2 separate regions of the Rattus norvegicus genome follow, and region 1 is linked to region 2. Evidence: chromatin contacts called from public Hi-C data. All regions are on one chromosome and are shown on one strand. Each heading gives the region's core, a stretch centred on a gene start, on an enhancer-like site or on the middle of the called end of the contact. The rest is flanking DNA. Distances are from core to core; before and after follow the strand shown.

The links. Hi-C and Micro-C count contacts between places; a contact is called where the count stands out from the background.
Region 1: a contact with region 2 is called in a Hi-C map of frontal cortex, with 2.2 times the contacts expected there. The contact joins the promoter of Tedc1 here to the promoter of Brf1 in region 2. A contact is called at or near these places in 5 of 12 Hi-C or Micro-C datasets (the A7r5 cell line, frontal cortex, kidney and 2 more).

What each region holds. Positions count from the first base shown.
Region 1 is chr6:138,056,615-138,059,314 of GRCr8, forward strand. It overlaps Tedc1 (tubulin epsilon and delta complex 1), which reads left to right and starts at 1,363. Exons shown (of 8, transcript NM_001399144.1): 1 at 1,363-1,517; 2 at 1,619-1,697; 3 at 2,115-2,317; 4 at 2,517-2,666. The coding sequence starts at 1,383.
Region 2 is chr6:137,900,803-137,903,657 of GRCr8, forward strand. It overlaps Brf1 (BRF1, RNA polymerase III transcription initiation factor subunit), which reads right to left and starts at 1,584. Exons shown (of 18, transcript NM_001399505.1): 1 at 1,322-1,584. The coding sequence starts at 1,505.

The DNA of each region.
Region 1 (2,700 bases), core at 113-2,612, 160 kb after region 2:
GTTTAAGGTGTGCAGAAGCAGGGCCCTGCCGTGAGGACAGAAAGAGTAGGTAGTATCAAGCTGGACGTGGCCATTTGGGACCAGCAGCCGTAGCTGCTTTGTAAGGGGCCAGGAAGGAGGAGACCCCGAGGCAGGATAGCTGAGGGTATCCTGATGAACAGAGGGAGGTCTGCAGCAAAACACAGGGAGAGGCAAGGTGAGCCCACAGTCCCCGTACTTCCGGGGGGCGGGGCCATCCTGTAGCAGCGGTTAGGCCGGCAGGTGCCTCAGGATCTCTCTGCCTCTCCCTCTCAACTCACTTTCCCCTTCCGCACCGCACCCTCTCCCTCTCCACCTGCCTCTTTCCCGGCTTTATTAAGATGTAGAGTACACCCAGTACTGTCCACGGTCCCAACTATTTCTGGTGGTGACATCGAGTGCACAAAGCTTAGTTTGTGTCCGCTCGAGCGTACAAGTCTCGCCCCAGCAATTCCCCGCTGCCATGCGTCGACCGCAGGCTCGTCTCTGGATCACCGTAGGCAGCATCCGGCCTTTGTCCGGCCCTCCTCCACACGCACTGGCGCACATAATGTAGTCTTTCATATCCGGCTTCCCATTAGAGGCTGCTCTGGCTCGCTACCTAAGGTTTTAGCCACGTAGTAGGCTCATGCGGGTTGCAGAGGATAATTACCGACTGCATGTGGTCAGCGTCTTTCCCCGAGCATCAGGTTGGACTCTGGGTTCATTCTGCCATTGCCATGTAGCTGCTGTGAATCCTTGCAGGATTCTCACATCTTACCAAGGTTGATCCAGTAGGGCTGAGTACAAAACTAAGTCCGACCTTAAAAGAGAGGGCCGTGCCCTTTTCAAAAGTGGAGAATTTTCCTTAGAAACTGCTCTTCTAGTGGATGGAGGAAGAATAAAAATGGGGACAACCAAGTCTGGGGCTGTACATGAAAGGGAGGATGGCTTCTGAAGAGATTTCTGGCGACGTGGCCCCCGGAACTCCCCACCCACTTTGCAGGGCTCAGCTGCTTCTCGCGGGGGCCTGGCGACCCCTGGCGGCGGGCTCCTTCTTGGGCGGCTTTGCAGAGACACTCCTTTCGTGGCCGGGTGGAGCCATATTGCTCGGGCGCATGTGCGCCTTCCCCATGGCCCAGCCTGGGCCCGTGGTTGCTAAGGAGGTTGCTAAGTCGAGGTGCTAATTGGTGAGTTCCAAAGAAATTAGCAAATCCAATTCCCACCCCCGACCCCGGAAGTGCCTGCCTACGGGATAGACTGGTAGGCACTCAAACGCCAGGGCCACCGGTCATTGGGCCTGAGCGGAGAAGGCGGGCCTCATCCGGAACCGTGATTGGTCGCGGTCCCGGGCGGGCGATCCGAGGCTGCTGGGTGCTGGCTGTATGGGGCGGCGGCGGAGCCGAGTGGAAGGGGCTGCCAGGGCCCTGCCTGAAGCTGTCGCAGCGCTGAGTCGGTCCCTACCAGCTGGGCCCAGCCCCGAAATCTTCCGCCGCGCAAAGTTTGATCGACCAGAGGCGGTGAGGCTACCAGAATAGGCGGTCGGGGTCAGGGCAAGCGTTGTCTTGGGCCGACGCAGGTGACACCATGATACCCGCTGACTACAAACTGTTTGCTTCAGGCTCCAGTGCTCTGGCAACTTCTCTTACGTGTGCTCTCACCGCTTGCTGCAAACAATACCTGGACCGACCTTGCCCCAGGTAAGTCCCGCCCTCTCAGAAAGCCGCTCCCCAAGGCTCTTGTGGTTTTGCCTTAACCCACGGAGTCCCGCCCCATTAAAGCTCCACTGTTGTCTACCAGCTTCCCTCAGGCATCTGCTCCACCTACTCTTGAGCCCACTTTCTTAAGTATAGGTTCCCACTAGTCTTTACCACGCTTACCTGAGTTGTAGTGGCTTTGATCACTCCAGTGAGACTCAGAGTCTGGCTACACCCTGAACCAAAGACTCACAGAAATCCTGCCCGCTGGTTAGTTAGCACCTTGCCTCCTCACAGACTCTCAGATCTTGTCTCCTTTGTCCACTTTTAGCAGGTTCTAAGCTTAGGGGGTGCTCTCAGGTCCCCAGAGGGTGAAACCTCCAGGTTAGCACCCCCTGAGCTGATGATTTCCCACTCCAGAGGCCCAAGCCCGTGTGGTGAAATCAGCACTGGGCTCCCGAGGCTACCCCAGGTCTGTGCTGCTACAATTTCCCGACGGCAGTTCTCAGGGAAGCCGGGAACTGCTGCTGGCCCTGTCCTGGCTCCTGGCCCAAGGACCCTTGCTTGAGCAGCTGCTTGCCCAGACCCGTGTGCAGGTGGGTGACCAGTTGCCCCAGTGTGAGGTGAGTATGTAATGAGGGTGTCTGAGCCCTGCTTTGCCTAGAAACCGTGGGTTTCTCTGTGCCCCCAGGTCACATGGTATATTTGCCTCTAAGGATGTAGAGGCTTGATCCTATGTTAGTAGTACAATTTCCCTGTCCTTAAGATCTTAAGATACGGGATGTATAGCAGGGCTGACTACTGTTCCCTCTTTACTGTGAGGCCCTGACCAGTCCTGGACCCCTTGCATGCCTTGTGGCTACAAAGAGCCCTGTGGATCTCCGCCTGGTGGAATGGCTGATGGGAAAGTTGCGCTTCAGGTGGAGGTGCCTGATCTTGAGTCAGCGGGAGCAGTGTACCCTCCTCAGTAAGGTAATACAGGAAGGTAATACAGGCACATGGTTCT
Region 2 (2,855 bases), core at 334-2,833:
AAACATTGTCTCAAAAGCAAGCAAGCAAGCAAACAAACAAACAAACAAAAGTTGGGTTTGGTAGTACAGGCTCATAATGGAACTACTTAGGAGGCCGAGGCAGAAGGACTTCAAGTTCAATGCTTACCTGGGTTACTAAGTTCAAAGTCAGCCTGGACAACTTGTCAAAAACCCTAACTCAAATTAAAATGTAAAAAGCCAGGCATTTAGCTCACTGGCAGAGAGAGCACTTGCTCAGTGTGAGGAAAACCTGCTCCAGAGCCACACACACAATACAAATATGCAAATGCAGTTACTCTACAACCCAAGGGAAAGAGATTACAGACAATTCTAAAAAGGAAGGCAAAGGCTGGTTGGCTCACAAGTCTCATCTCGAAACATTAAATGTAAACAAAAGGTAAGGATGAATGCAAGACAGAACCAGGGAGCAGACTCGCAAAGGGGGCGGGGCACACAAGGATCTCTGCTGAGGAACAATGGTAACTCCACGCCAAAAAAAAAAAAAAAAAAGAAAGAAAGAAAGAAAAGAAAGAAAAAAGAATCCTTTCAGCAAATTGTGTGGGGAAAATGGTACCTCCACGGGCAAGAAAGGAGCCTAAATCTGCACATCGCACTTCCCACAGGCTTAACTCAAAATACGGAAGGACTAGGCTTCCAACGGCATACGGATTTGGGAACTCTTTAGTGTGCCAGAGTCCCCTGGGTTAGATCTCCATTACTCAGAAAATAAAAACAAAACTACATAAAAGGGTAAACGTTAACTTTTAGAAGACAAATGTGGTAATTCAAACGAAGACATTTTACATTACTGACAAAAGAAACAGGCGCCAAACTGGAGAATGCTTCAAAATGTAAAACCTTCGCTCAAATGAGTAACTTTTGTTTCGTGAATCATATATACAAAGAAAGACTTGGAAGTATAACTCACTAAAGACTCGACACTCAACCGTTAGGAAACAAACCCTTCTTCTAGCCCTTAGGGCAAATGACACCTGTCAGAGTGACCAACCGGATAAACGGAACCTGCATCAGGCGCGAGCTTGAAAGCTGTGCCTGCCAGATTTCAGGCCAGCCGGACGAACCTCCGTTGGACCAGACCGCGACGCTTGGACCCGGCGGATCGCGAAGCTCATGTCAGCGTACAGGACACGGAGGGGACCTGGCTGCAAATTCGCGGCCGGGCCCTGCCTCAGTTTCCCTGTCCGACTACCCACGGTCCGTCGCAGGGCGATCTGCTTCCGTTTCCCCGCTAGCTTCGACTTCCTACCCATCTTGCACACTCAGACCTGCCCGTCCCCCTCCCCCGAGCTGCAGAACACACCGTCCAGCGACACGAACTGGCCGACTGCCGACGAGCCGCCGCCGCTGTTCTCCACGAACTGCACCTCGGACACGATGATGTTGTCCTCGAGCACCGAACCGCAGCCCGTGCACACCGCGTCGCCGCGCGCCGCATCCAACTCGATGTCCGTGCCGCCGCAACCGCGGCAGACGCGGCCCGTCATGTTGGAGCCGCGGGGCCCCACCGGCCCCCTGCCGCTCACCAACCCGCTCTCCGCCCGCGGCCCTCAGCCCGCAAGGCCCGTCGCACCGCCTCCGTCTGTGCCGCACTCTCGCGAGGCCGCCGGCGCCACGCCCGCCGATTCGTAGCGGCAGATTCGCCACGCGCGTGCGGGCCGCGCCGCCTCCAACGGCCGCGCCCGCGGGACCAATAAAGGAACTCCAGAATCACTGGGACGCTGGGACCGAACCGCCGACCTTCCGGGCGGCCGGAAGCGAAGCTCCAAACCAGGAGCCCGTAGGCCTCGCGGGCCACAAGCCAAGGAACGGGGCGGGGCTTGCGGGCGGGCGAGAAGGGCGGGGCGAGGCAAGGAGCGCTGCCCGGGACCGGACCAGAGCCGTGGGAGGAGCCTGGGAAGAGACCGGGGCCGTGGGAGGAGCCTGGGGAGGGGCAGGGCTTGGCCGATGGGCGGAGCCGGGGAAGAGTCCCAAGAGGTATGGGAGGAGCCTGGAGGCGGGGCCGAGGCGGAGAAACAAGCCGTGCGCAGAGCATAAGGAGAGCCGATTGTCTGTGAGAGGAATCTGGAAACAAAAGTAGTGGGATGTGCTTGTGGGCGGTAACTTGAGTGCGACCAAGGCCGGGCCCAGGGTTACCGTGAAGCCTGCATTGATTGGCACAATAGGCTTTGGTAGAGGCCTCGAGGCTGGACGTAGTGGGAGGAACCTGGGGAGAAAGCACGCCTGGGGTAGGATCAAGGACTGCCCGCCTGGCCGAGGTTTGAGAGGGACCTGGGATATTCTTCCAGATTCCGCTGCAGCCCTCCGCGTGCCCTCCGCCCAGGATGAACACTTGGTCCCCCTCAACGCTGGATTCTCAGCAGGACTCCCTATTTCATGGTGGAGAGCTCTGGGTAAAGTGGAGCATACACAGAACCCCCTGCATCTGCAGGCGCGGCTCTCATTCTTAGCCATACCCGTCAGTCCTTGCGAAGTTTAGCAAATCTTGCGTACTACTGCAGGTAAGAAACTCCAAAATTAGACTGCAGGATGCCACAGGAGCTCAAACTGAATTAGAAAGCATCCTTTCTCGAGTAAGAGGAAGCATTGTAAATACGCATAATTCTGATCAGCTTGCAAAACCAGTGTAATTCCAAGTGAAATATCAACATGCTTAAAAAAAAAAACAAAACAAACTTGGAAAAAGCCAATTGTGTTGGTGCACAGCTTTCGTCCCAACGCTCAAGAGGCAGGAGCAGGTGGATCTCTGTGAGTTTGAGGCCAGCCTAACCTACAAAGGGCAGCCAGGGCTCTGTAAACACAGGGATAACCCTATCACAAACAAACAAACACAGAAC